2 separate regions of the Mus musculus genome follow, and region 2 is linked to region 1. The links are chromatin contacts, called in public Hi-C maps. All regions are on one chromosome and are shown on one strand. The core of a region is the stretch at or near the end of the contact, and the rest is flanking DNA. Distances in the headings are between cores, read along the strand shown.

Region 1 (6,578 bases), core at 1,832-4,331:
AACAGTCCGGCGGCTCCTCAGACTGACCCAGCAGTGTCACTCCTGCGTACACACCCAAGCAAAATGAAACCACGTCCTCAAAGACAAGCTGGCAAGAGATCAGAGTAGCACTGTGCCTAAGAGCCCCAAAGCAGAAACAACTCAAACGCCCTTCAGTGAATGAAGGAATGAATAAGGCATGCCAATTATACAAAGAAACACATCCTTCCATCATAACAAAAGTCCTGGTTTGCTTCTCCATGGCTGTGATAAAACAATGACTAAAGCACCTGGAGGAGGGGAGGGTTTCCTTGACTTATAGGACACTGTCAATCATCTAAGGGAAGTCAAGACAAGAACCTAGAAGCAAGAAATGAAGCAGAAGCCACTGAAGGATACAGCTTACTGATTTGCTCTTCAGGGCTTGCTCGGCTCCCTTTCTGATACAATCCAGTACCCCGTGCCCATGGGTGGCACCACCCTTGGTGGCCTAGGCTGCTCCCACTTATCAAGAAACACCCCACAGAAATGTCCACAGGCTAAACTGATGGAGGAGACTCCCCAGCTGACAGTTCCTCTTCCCAGCTATGTCTAGTTTGTGTCACGAAGGAAATTCCTAGACTGGAGAAAACTGCTCACAGGTTAAGAGTGCATACTGCTCTTGCAAAGGACCCAAGTTCAGTTCCCAGCACCCATCTGAAGAGGTTTACAACAGCCTTGTAACTTCTGCTCCAAGGGATTTGACGCCCTCTTCTGGCCTCCCTGAGCACCTGCACTCACATGCACATAACCACACACATACTCATGTTTTCTCAAACCATGCTACAACACAGATAGCTGCTGAAGCATCGCACTAAGTGGACAGAGCCAAGATGCCAGATACCCACTACCATCTGAGTGCACTCCATGAGCAACCTACAGAAAGGTAACCCTACAGAGACTATAATGTTATTTCTTTGGACTATCAGCTCCTGAATAATGACATGGAGAGTTATATTTATTTATAATAGCTCAGACCTTAGCTTATTTGTTCCCATTAGTTCTTATAACTTAAATTAACCCATTTATATGAATCTATGCTTTGCCATGTGGCTCGCTACATCCCCTCAGTTTTATATGTCCAGCTTCCTCTGTGTCTGGCTGAGGAATCCTCCCGTCCCTCTTTCCCAAAGTTCCTATCTCTGCTGGAAGTCCTACTTGTACTCTTCTCCTTTGCCAGAGGCCATCAGCTTCTTATTGAGCCATCAGAGAGCATTGGAGAGAGTGTTTGCAAGATATGATGGAGCCATTATTTGATGCACAAAAAGATCACTCCAACCAGAGACATTGATTCTGTGGTTGCCTAGGAAGAGGGATAAAGAGAACCAGAGTGGAGACGGACTCTCTTTGGGATTTGTAATATGTTCTAAAATTACAGTGTTGACAGATATACAATGTCGTGTCCTAAATCCCAAGTCTTAGGTTCTTCTCAGACTGAAGAGAATCCCCAGGCCCTGGACCCAAGCATGCCATCCAAGTCATGCATCAAGCCCGCACATCATAGACAAGGAAAGGGAAGAAAGTGTGTCATCAAGTCCTAAGAGGTTCAAAGCCATGCTGGAGGCAGAAGGACACATGGAGGGTCTTGGTCACTCATTGTTGAAGAAAACTGTGATAGTGCTTTTATCCTGGCTCTATGATGGTATATGTGTGGAGGCAAGAGGAATGAACTTACTTCATGTAAGAGTGTGCTCAGTTAAGGGGTCAGTAAAATGCTTAGGGCACAAGCGTGAGTTCTGATCCCCAGAACTCAGGTAAAAAGGGAGCTGCAGCAATGCGTGTCTCTAATCTCAGAGCTGGAAAGGCACTGGTGAGAAGCAGTTTGTGGCTTGTGGCCATGGCCAACCAGTCCACTGTGATCAACGCAGTCATCCAGGTCCAAGAGAGAGATGCTGTCTCAAACATTCAGGTAGGGATCTAGAAAAAATAGTTCAATGGATAAAGACATTTGTGGCTTAGCCTGAAGACCTAAGATGGGCTGTCCTCTGACCTCCATATGCACACCATAGCATACGTGTCCAGTGTATACACACACATACACACACACACACACACACAGAGAGAGAGAGAGAGAGAGAGAGAGAGAGAGAGCAGACAGAAAGACAGACAGACAGACAGAGACTAACTCTGTGGAGCCCACAGCGAAAATTATTTCCATTTCTCTGAGCAATGCCTGCGTATTATAACTACAGTCTTCATTTTACTAAGCTTGCTGCTTACCTCTTATGCCTACCTCTAGGATGCAGTCTTCTCCCCATCCCCAACACCTAAGCTAACAGAGCATGTAGCATGTGTAGGTGCTGTGCTCCCTGCTGACTATGGAGCAGCCCTGAAGGTCACCATCCTAGAGGAAGATGCTTGGAATAGAGGTGGTAAGCTCACAGGAGGTGCTGCAAGAGAAGCTGGGCATGGTAGCGCTCATAGGAGAATCCTGAGTTCAACCTGGGAACATAGCACATTTCAGACCAGCCTGGGCAATGAGGAGACTCTGTCACAATAAAACTTAATTAATTAATTAATTAATTAATTAAAATAAAAACAAATCCAACAAAGAGAGGTATGTCAATTATAATCTCTTTCCCCTTTCCAGCTTACTCCCCTTTTTTATGCACTGGCCAGGACATTCTTACCAGTTTCCTGACATTCTATCAAGGCTGGGAGATGCTGGCTGTGAAGCCAGTGTTTCTAGGCTGAGGCTGTGCCGTGTTGACCCTGCTGAGAGACTGCCACATTAAACAAAAGCATCTGGCACTTCAGGCAGCAGTGCAAGATCCACCTCCCTACAGCTCTGGATCATTTGAACTGGTTTAAGAAAAAACACAAAGGTCCAGATTCCCACAAAGACATTGAATAAGTTAAGCGAGGGAGACAAGAATGCCCGACTGATCTGGGGGGCTGCAGGGACCCCAGCCAAAATTCCCCCATCAAAGACACAAACAAAAAAAATCAATTTTGAATGGATTTGGACAAACAGTTCTGCCAGGACATTCCAACAGTGTCTAAATACCAGCGGCAGACATGGAGACTCAGTGGTCTCCTGAGGATCAACCCTGGGCTGCCAAGGCTGCCAAGGAAGCGTATGCCCTCAGCTCAGTCAGCCAGTCCCCTGCCTCTGGCTCCAAGACCTCCTCCATCAAGACTGGCTGGCAGCCTGAGTCACCATGATGCATGGCTTCACTCCACCTACTAGAATCATGGCAGCAGCCACCTCAAGGGCAGTTGGTTTTTTACACTCTTTCCTACTCTGCAGAGAAACAGACATGACTCACTTGTGCCCAGAAGAAACAAGCCAGGTTTTTTTCCCTTAAAGCTCAGAGCACCTGATGGTTAAGAAAACATAATGTTGCTTCCACTGTGCCCTTAATTCCATGCCTCATTAGCTGTGGGATACTACGAACATCCCCAACTCTACATCACTACAGCCCTGCATGGAGAAAGAGGCATTGCTGGAACAAAATGACAGGGGTGTTTGCTCTCTGATGTTAACTCCAAAAGTTCTATCATGTCTGCTGCCATGCAGCCCTCCTCAGGGATAAGGGGGAAATTACATTGATGATGTCTGCAGTCAATCAATGATGTCTGTCATGGATCTAGAAAGAAGACTTCCAGAGAGTTTGCCACCTTGGTCAAGACTCCCCATTAAGCAGAGGAGGAATTTTCCTATTTCATGGCCGTCAATACCAAGGCTACCAGAAGGAGGGCTGAGCATAGATGGAGCTCTGTCTTAGGCTGGGCTCTTCAGCTCTTCCTTTCAGTCACTGAGGAAGTGAGATATTCCTCTTAGTCTGGAGCATCCTGTGTCTCAGAAGAGGGTGATGTGGGAAAACTCTGCTAATTAATGTTGAAGTCTACCATTGTCCAGATAGCCTCTTGGGGGTCAGTGCAATATGGAGGACTCCCTTCACTGGGAGATCTTCTCCTTTTCTGATCTTCTCTAGAGAGTTCAAAAAAAACCCACACTTCTACCTGTAGAATGTCACATACCCTTGGTTAAGATTACAGGTTCAACTTCCTTTCTCCTGATATGAATCCATTCTTTCGGCTAGCACCTGAGACTCCTGAAATGCTTCCCCATGCTAACGTAGCATTGTGGTACCCTAAGCCTTCAGCCAATGACCTTTGCCCATCCTGGATATTTCTAGCCCCTCCCCATCCCCCAAATTATATAAGCCAAGTAAAGTTGATCTGCCTCCCCGAAGATCCCAGTGCTCCTTATTCACCATTCGGACTCACAGTTTCTGAACCTACCCCTTCTTCTTCCCACCCCTACCCTACCCCATCCCCTCCCCACCCCCACCCTTCCCCTCACCTCTCAGCCCCACCCCCACCCCCATCTCTCACCTCTGCTCCCTTTGCCTGGGTGGACCAATATCTACCAACCACCCACAAGGGCAGGGAGACTCACAGATGAAGAGAGGAGGAAGAAGGAAAGGCTTCCATTGATCTAGGAAAACGAAGCATCCAGATTCATCTCCGTTTGAAGAGAAGCTGGGGGAGGGGGGGCAAGGGTGAAAGCCCCAACCAGAGCCAGCTGCGATGCAGGAGCATCCCTTCCGCAGACAGACCTAGACCTAGACAGAATGGTGACGAAAGGGTGCAAGAGAATTTGGGGGAGCCAGGAGCCTTGTCCTCCATTATACACTGTCAATGGGAAGAAATAGGCATCTTGTCTACATAGCTATGGGCTGGGGGAAAGCAGTATTTTTAACTTTGGATAAATAAAACCATCTCTCAAACAAAACTTTGGTGTATGGTGATCAAGGTAGGAAAGGTCTGGTTGTGTAACAATCCAACCAGGGGGAAATCCCCTCAGACCTACAAGGAACCGCAAATTGGATCTGAACTTTCAAAACAGGTTCTGTTTTATTTTGTTGGTTGGCTGACTGTGCTTCTTGTAACACAAAAACAATAACAAGAAGCCTGAATCACGGGACCTGATGCTATCTGCTAGGTTTGGCCCTGTTTCTACAACCTCCCTGCCTGTCTGTGTCTGAGTAAAAAGAAACTAACAACTGTGTTATTCTGGGTTGGGAAAAGCACATTCATCCCCATTAGCAGATTAGCAGATTAGCTGGCTTCCAGGAGCCCGCCCTGTGGAAGCAGAGAAAGGAAGTTCTCATTTCAGGGGAGGGACGAGGGTCAGAGAGGTCCTGAATGAGAGGAAAGAAAGTCAGACATCTCAGTGTGCTTGGAATCAAGGGACAATTTGGGGCTTCTGTGTGGTGGGCAGGGTGAGGAAAGGGCCTAACCTACTAAGAGACCTAGAAGAAGGACGGGTATTGTGGATGAAAACCCTGTCTCCATGTTATCAAGAACCAGCCCACAGCTCACAATCTCTCATCCTGTGGACTCCCTTGGCTACATTTTGGGGCGCCTGTTAGGAAGGTTTCAACTTGTTTGTGCGTGGAGATTATAGCTACCTTCTCTCTCTCTCTCTCTCTCTATATATATATATATATATATATATATATATATATGTATATATATATATATATACATATATATATATATATATATACACACATATATATATATACACATATATATATATATGTATATATATATATATATATATATATATATATATAAAGACAGAAAGACCTTTTGGGTCAAGAGAGTTTCAGCCTGGAGCACTGATGTTTAGATTCATGGCAGCTTAGTTGAGCCCATTGCTGAGAACTTAAAGATTCTGGCAGGATTTTGTTTGCTTTCCACGGGGTAGTTCCTACTTTATGAAAGGAAAAATTCTTAGCTCCGTTTATAAGCTGTAACCCTGATCATCATGACCAGCTCCCCCAGCCCACAAGAAAGAAAGGTTTGTACTGTCAGAGGCATAAAATCCAGGAAAGCCTTCTCAGGAGGTAGCTGGGTTCTCTGATCAGCAGGTCCGCAGGGCTTGTTAACCTTGACTTTCTCTCTGCCCCGCGCTGAGCGAGGCTCACACAGAGGAAGTGAAGGCTTAGCCCCTGTGGGCAACAAGCAAATTTCCTTTGTTCAACAGAAATAAATACAGAGTCCCTTCTATAATCAAGTCATTGTGCTTTTCGAAGCAGGAACAGAAGGGCTTTAGAGAGCCCTATTTGCAGAAATATATGTAAATAACTAGGAAATTGAAGGGCATGGGGGAGGAAGAAGAGGGCTTGAGATAAAGAAAGGAATGAGCGTCCAGCTGAGGTAGCCAAGGAAAAGATGCCACAGAGGATATGGTGATGACGTCGTAATGACGAAATAAACTCTGGGGACCAGCTTTGTCTCCAAGAAACATGGCCCCAAGACCCATGAAGCCTGAGTTCCAGAGTGTGAGAGCTATGAACAAGTCTATTTGCATTCCTGAGTCTCTGTTTTCCTCCTGTGTGAATTGGGGGTCAAACCCATCTACTTCCAGGCATAGGTGAAAAGATTAAACAAGGTGATTAATTGGGAGAGTTCCTGGGGAAAAAATGTCACTTTGTAATTAGTTCCTAAAAGATGAGCATTTATGGGAATGATACAAGCTGGCCAGGCAGGAAGTCTTGATTGGCCAGTGGGGGAAATGACTGGTCAGATGCTCAGGCCCGAGG
Region 2 (5,833 bases), core at 3,202-5,701, 160 kb before region 1:
CATTTTACTGAATGTAAGAGCTGTAAAAACTCTAGCAACAATGGATGCTACAGCTGTCAAAACCCAGTTCTATATCAAATACATAATGAACCCGAGATGTCTCTGGCAGCACTTACCTGTGTTTTATCCTGCAGCTTCACTGTCGCCTTGGTTCTGAACATACAACACGCTCATTTTCCAAGCACATGCTGCCATACCATGCAATGTATCATATGCAATGCCAGTGAACACTGCCAGAAATACCTTACACACATGTCAGATTGTTGTATATTATGAATGGTAGGGTTTTACTGCATGCTACACTGTCTAACACTTAAATAGTCAGAACCATTAAATTACAAAAAAACAAAGATTTAGTATTTCCCCATGGTTGTTGTTCCTCAATATGTAAATATCAAATTGGTGTCTATCTTTGGATTGGATAAAATTATAATGTTTAATTAATGTAATTAATTAACTAATGGGGTGTTGTATAACTACATGTGTGTCTGTGTACTACATGCATGCCTGGTACCTGAGGGCTGGAAGAGGGCATACGTTCCCCTGGAACTGGAGTTGCCAATGGCTGTGAACTTCCCTGTGAGCTCTGGAAGTCAAACTTGGGGCTCTTGGAAGAGCAGCAAACGCTCAGAACCTCAGTGCCCTGGCTCCGTAGAAGAAAATAAAATGTTTCCTTTTAAGCCTTGCTCTTTGAATTGCTGCCTTGGGTTTCGTTTCTTTTGTTCCTTTGAACCGTTGAATGAATTTCGGCTTGGCATCGGAATGGCATTTCCAACAGTTTCTGAAATATCCCTAAACATACTTCTGCCTTCCTTTTGTGTCACATATTTGCACAAAGCAATTTTCTCAGCACCAACGATTATAAAATCCAAACATCAATGAGCTCTGGGGAAAGCTCTGGCCTCTGCCCTGCAGTGTCACAGATTCAGCTAAGATTTAATTCCTTGCGCAAAAAAAAAAAAAACAAGCTCATCCACCGCGCTGGTGTGCCAAATTGTCTTAGCTTGTAATAAATTATGAAAGTATTGTGTTATAAAATCATACAAAAGAATTGTTTTAAAATAAATTCATTAGGATTTATCATCAGTAAATGTTTGAGTATCTGTTTTATACTCCTATAGCGTTGGTTATATCTGTTGTTGCGATTAACAACAACAACAAAAAACTTGGACAAAATCAACTTAAGGGGAAATGTTTGTTTTGACTTACAATTGAGAAAGATAATGCCCATCTTGACACAGACTGTGAAGGCAGGGAGGGAAGAGATGCAAGAGAAAAGGCAAGCAAAGCCTAGGCAGAATCAGTTTGAGTTACAGTACCTTCACCCCCTGTCCTGGGCTTAGAAATCATTTGTGCTATCTGCTTGTGATGTTTCTTGGCTTCCATCCAGGTGGAGTGTACAGGATGTGTGTGTGAGAGATTTCTGAGAGTCTGGTAAAGTGATGGGGGAATACCATTCTACGTGTGAGTGGCCCTACTGCATGTGCTGAAATCCTGGACTAAATAAAAAGGAGAAACTGAGCCAAGCAGGAGCATTCGGCGCCCTCTGATTCCTGAGCACGGATGCACCAGTCACCTCCTGCTCCTGACGCTGTATCTTACCGATAGTATCGTTGGGAACTTTGAGCCAAAAACAAACTGCTCTTTGCTTACACTGACCCTTCAGATAGGCTGTTGTAGCAGAAACAAGACAAATAACTAACGCTCTGCTGCGGGCGAAAGGAGAAGACATGGGAAGGGGAAGGTAGGAGCCTGTCTCGACCCATTTTATCCAAAGTAGGAGAGGTGAAGAATGGAGGGGGCAAGCCAAGGCAAAAATGATTCTCTGAGTCAGTCCAAGACTAGTTCAGACGTGCTCCAGAGAAGGAAAGAGTCCCCAAAGACCATTCCGAACTTAGAATGGCAAGGGCGAGCTTCCCAGGGAGACCAGAGCCAAGCACCGCATGCTGAGTAGAAGTCAGACAGGTGGAGACATGGAGGAAAGCTGGCCATGTGAACCAGGATGTGGGAGGTGACAAGAGAAAGGACAAATGTCAGAGTGCCTCCCTCACCCTAGTTTCCTTTAAACTGGGGGATACAGCGAGCAGCTCCATACAGGCTCTCTTAAAAGATGAGAGAAGTTGGCTGAGGCTGTGCAGTAAGGTAGTTGAGGACTGTGTAGGGCAGATAGACCACTGAGCTTGTGGGCAGTCCTGCGGAGCCAGGGCTGCACCTTTGAGTGAGGGGGACGGAGCGGGAGGAGGTTGTGTGCCTTGAAATACATAAAACGCTACAGAGCCACCCAGGATAACAGTACTCATGAGCCTGTGTGCTTCCTGACTCTCAAAATTAAAAGTAAAAACTGTACAAAACCGAATATGGAAAACACTAGAGTGTGCACTTTCCAGACTAGAAGTGTCTGGACCATGATAGAGTGCCAGTTAAAATACAGTTTTGTGCCCGATACTCTATACAGAATCAAACACTCTATGGGGAAGACTCTTAAGAACCCACATCTTAAATACACTTCCTGGAGACTCGAACACACTCTTAAACTCACTGTATTAAGTCAGAAGTGAATCTGGATGTCAGAAAATTCAAGTCTCTCTTCTACTCTTTTGACCTTTGAAGGAAAATATAGATATTAAACAAGTGCAAAACAAAGACGCACATGCATCTAGTGTTGAGAAAAGTTCCCAAATAGTTAATAGACAGAGAACTCCAAGGTTAGAATTCTTTCCTCCCTCTCTTGCCTGTACATAAATAATCAGTGTTCTTGTCTGCCAGCTCTGCCGAGCAGAGAGCTTTCTTGTGTGATTATTTATACTGTTGGGTGCATCACACAAAATACAAGACATAAATCCCTCACGTGAGACTGTCATCTCGGAGCATGCATGTTTTCTACCTCGGTGTGAAATGAGCCTTGACGGCTCTCAGAGGAGTCTGTACTCAGAGCGTTATGAAGAGATCTTCCATCCTAAGTTAAGAGGACAGAGAGACATCTCTTTGCCTTGTAAAGAGCCTGTTGTTACAGTTTTCCACACTGACCATAGTCTTGGTTTTGTTTATTTTTTTTCAAAAGTAAAATACAGAAGACAAGTCCACTCCATAAGGAAGAGCCCATCACCATGAGGAAAGACCAAATACAAGATTGCTGGGGAATCCATTTCACCCTTTCACTTGCATGTGGGCGGAGGATGAAAGCTAGAGTCACACTTTAACATGAAGGACAAAGAGGACTGATCAGGAAGAGATGAGGGCATGAAAGGGAAAAGAAAAGAGAGATGTGGGAGGGAGGGAGGGAGGGAGGGAGGGAGGGAGGGAGGGAGGGAGGGAGGGAGGACGAGGAGGAAGAAGAATGAAGTTAAGCCTTAGGGCTGGAGAGATGGCTCAGTGGATAAAAGTGATTAGCACACAAGCACAAGGACCTGGGTTCAAATCCCCAGAACCCAAATAAAAGCCAGATACATAATGTGAAAGTCTATAGTTAGCTAGTAGCTCTCAACCTTCCTAATGCTGGCATCCTACCATACAGTTATTTCCTCATGTTGTGCTGATCCCACAACCATGAAATTATTTTTGTTGCTGCTTTATAACTTTTGCTACTGTTACGATTTTTGTGATGTTAGTGATTTTGTTACTGTTATGAATCGTAATGTAAATATCTGTGTTTCCCAATGACCTCCACAAAGAGGGCATTCGACCCCTCCAAAGGGGTCGTGTGACCCACAGGTTGAGAACTACTGTTCTGTAATCCTAGTTCTTCTACAGGAGAGTAGGAGGTGAATCTAGAGACCCTGTTTCAAACAAGGTGAAAGGCAAAGCCTAAGACTTGAAGTTGTACTTTTAGCCTCCACACAGGGGTCATGGTTCATGTGTACCTGTACTCCTGCATTTGTGCCTGTGTGTGCATGCACGTGCACAAGCACACACACACACACACACACACACACATCTGTTCTGTCTCCCCCCAGGAGCATGCGTCTGAGTTAACTCTCAGGAGGCTGGAAAAAGACTCTCTTGAGGGCTACACATCCAAGCTTGAAACTACCCTGCTACAGCGTCCCAACTGAATCTTCCACAGGCTTGAGAAAAGTCTCTCATCAGTACCGCTAGCCCAGCCGATCCAGCTGAACTTCCCACTGTGGAGCGAACTCTTCATAGCACAGTGTCCTTAAACAGGTTTCAGGACCAGCTCTAAGATGCCAGCCCATGGCCTTGGACTCATTCTTTCTGTTGTTATGATCCAGGGCCTTAGGTTAAAAGGGTCTATGCATGGGCACATGCATGTGTGTATGTGTGTGTGTGCGCATGTAGGTGTGTGAAGGGGTGAGGTCAGAGAGACACCTGGGGCAGCTTGGGTCTGCATTTGCACTGCCAGTGAAACATCACAAGCTAGATACCTGAGCACTGTAAATTGAACCATTTCAGAGCAAGTCATCTGATCCCACAGTGTGGCCCCTAGGCCCAGAGGTCTGAATGCCTTCCTAATGACATCACTGCCCTTGCCGCAGGGACAACTCCCCTCATCACTCACCCGATGTCATAAGGGCTTCGCCTAAGCCCTTCAGCCTTCCAAGTAGACTTTTGTGTGTGAATGGGGGCAAAGGTATGTTTCCTGTCATGCACCCACAAGGAGGGACTCGAAATGGCCCAACAGCCCATTAACCGTTTACCCTGAAAAGAGGTGAGAAGAGAGAAGGCTGGGGAGGGGGAAAACAAACCTAATTCCCAGTATGATTCAACTAGCTAGCAGAAGCTAAAATCAGGCTTCTTGCAGCTCCCATCTAATCCTTAGACAACCAAGCCCCCACACACACACACATGCCCATTGATTCTTTTGATCCCCGTTTTTGTGACTGACATGCAACTGGGGTTGCTTTTTCTAGGGTCTGGACCTCACAGGGCAGCTGTGGAGAGGGGTGCCTGAACCATCATCAGTCTGTGAAGGAAGATGGTGAGGCCCGGGTTCCTTAAGGTCAGATCAAATGAACTCTGCAAAGCAAAGCTGGAGAGATGTGTCACACTGCCAAGCCACTCTCCGGTATCATGGAGCCAAGGGATGCTCTCCGACAGGCCTCTCCTGTCTCGGAGACTGAAAACCGGCAGGAGACAACGCAGAAAACTGTCTTTAAAAATCATCAAGAAGGTGACCTCTGGTCTGAGGGGGGCTATTGTAAACTTCTTCCCTTTCGGTCTCCGATCGACTTTTGCTCCTGCCTACTGCCCTGCCCGCTCAGCTCCCATATGTGCAATGTACATAAGTACAGGCATGCAGAAATGTATGTGCATGCACAGATACATGTATACTGAGCATGAACTGCAGTGCACACACAACTGGAAGCTCCATGAAACTAAAAACAAGAGCTTTTCCTGAACACGCCCTGCTTCCACATCTGCTGAGAAGTTTGCTCTTGTTGACTCGTTGCAGCGCCCCCATGTGACGCCGTGGTGTATTACACAAGACCTTGGAAGGATCTAACAATGGCTTAAAATGCAATGCTGTTAGAACACTAAGTACGACTTTTCTCTTTCTACCTGATCTTCAGTGAGCCCATAACACTGAGATATAGTGTCAGGGAAAAGTTTTTGCCACCCTCAAGGCACGTCTGCAGGCGGACTTCCTGAGTTACACTGCCCTGAGCTAGGAACACAGCTCTGAAATGGACAGAGGTCAAGGTCAAGTCTGAGTCACTACAGCCCTTCATGAACTCTCTGCCGCTGTAGACTGAGCTGACATCCAGGATGAGAGTCTCCCCTACTGAAATTGAAGTTCTCATTAATACAGGGTTCCTCCAAATGGCGTGTAGGGGACATTAGCATCAGAATAACCTCCTAAAGCAACTGTTAGAAT

The links. Hi-C and Micro-C count contacts between places; a contact is called where the count stands out from the background.
Region 2: a Hi-C map of uterus shows a contact between it and region 1, with 2.1 times the contacts expected there. The contact joins two enhancer-like sites. A contact is called at or near these places in 1 of 484 Hi-C or Micro-C datasets (uterus) and 2 of 115 datasets of contacts at active chromatin or transcription factors (extraembryonic endoderm stem cells and heart atrium).

The regions. Positions count from the first base shown.
Region 1 is chr10:83,858,279-83,864,856 of GRCm38.p6, reverse strand. No RefSeq gene overlaps it. Among named protein-coding and RNA genes, the nearest start is that of Gm33919, 65 kb to the left of the region's middle. Within about 2 kb of position 3,081, at least 30 of the 459 cell types and tissues checked have an H3K27ac peak or open chromatin away from gene starts, as enhancers often do. A contact at or near this core is called in uterus, where this site is marked.
Region 2 is chr10:84,020,044-84,025,876 of GRCm38.p6, reverse strand. No RefSeq gene overlaps it. Among named protein-coding and RNA genes, the nearest start is that of Gm40726, 5.5 kb to the left of the region's middle. Within about 2 kb of position 4,451, at least 21 of the 459 cell types and tissues checked have an H3K27ac peak or open chromatin away from gene starts, as enhancers often do. A contact at or near this core is called in uterus, where this site is marked.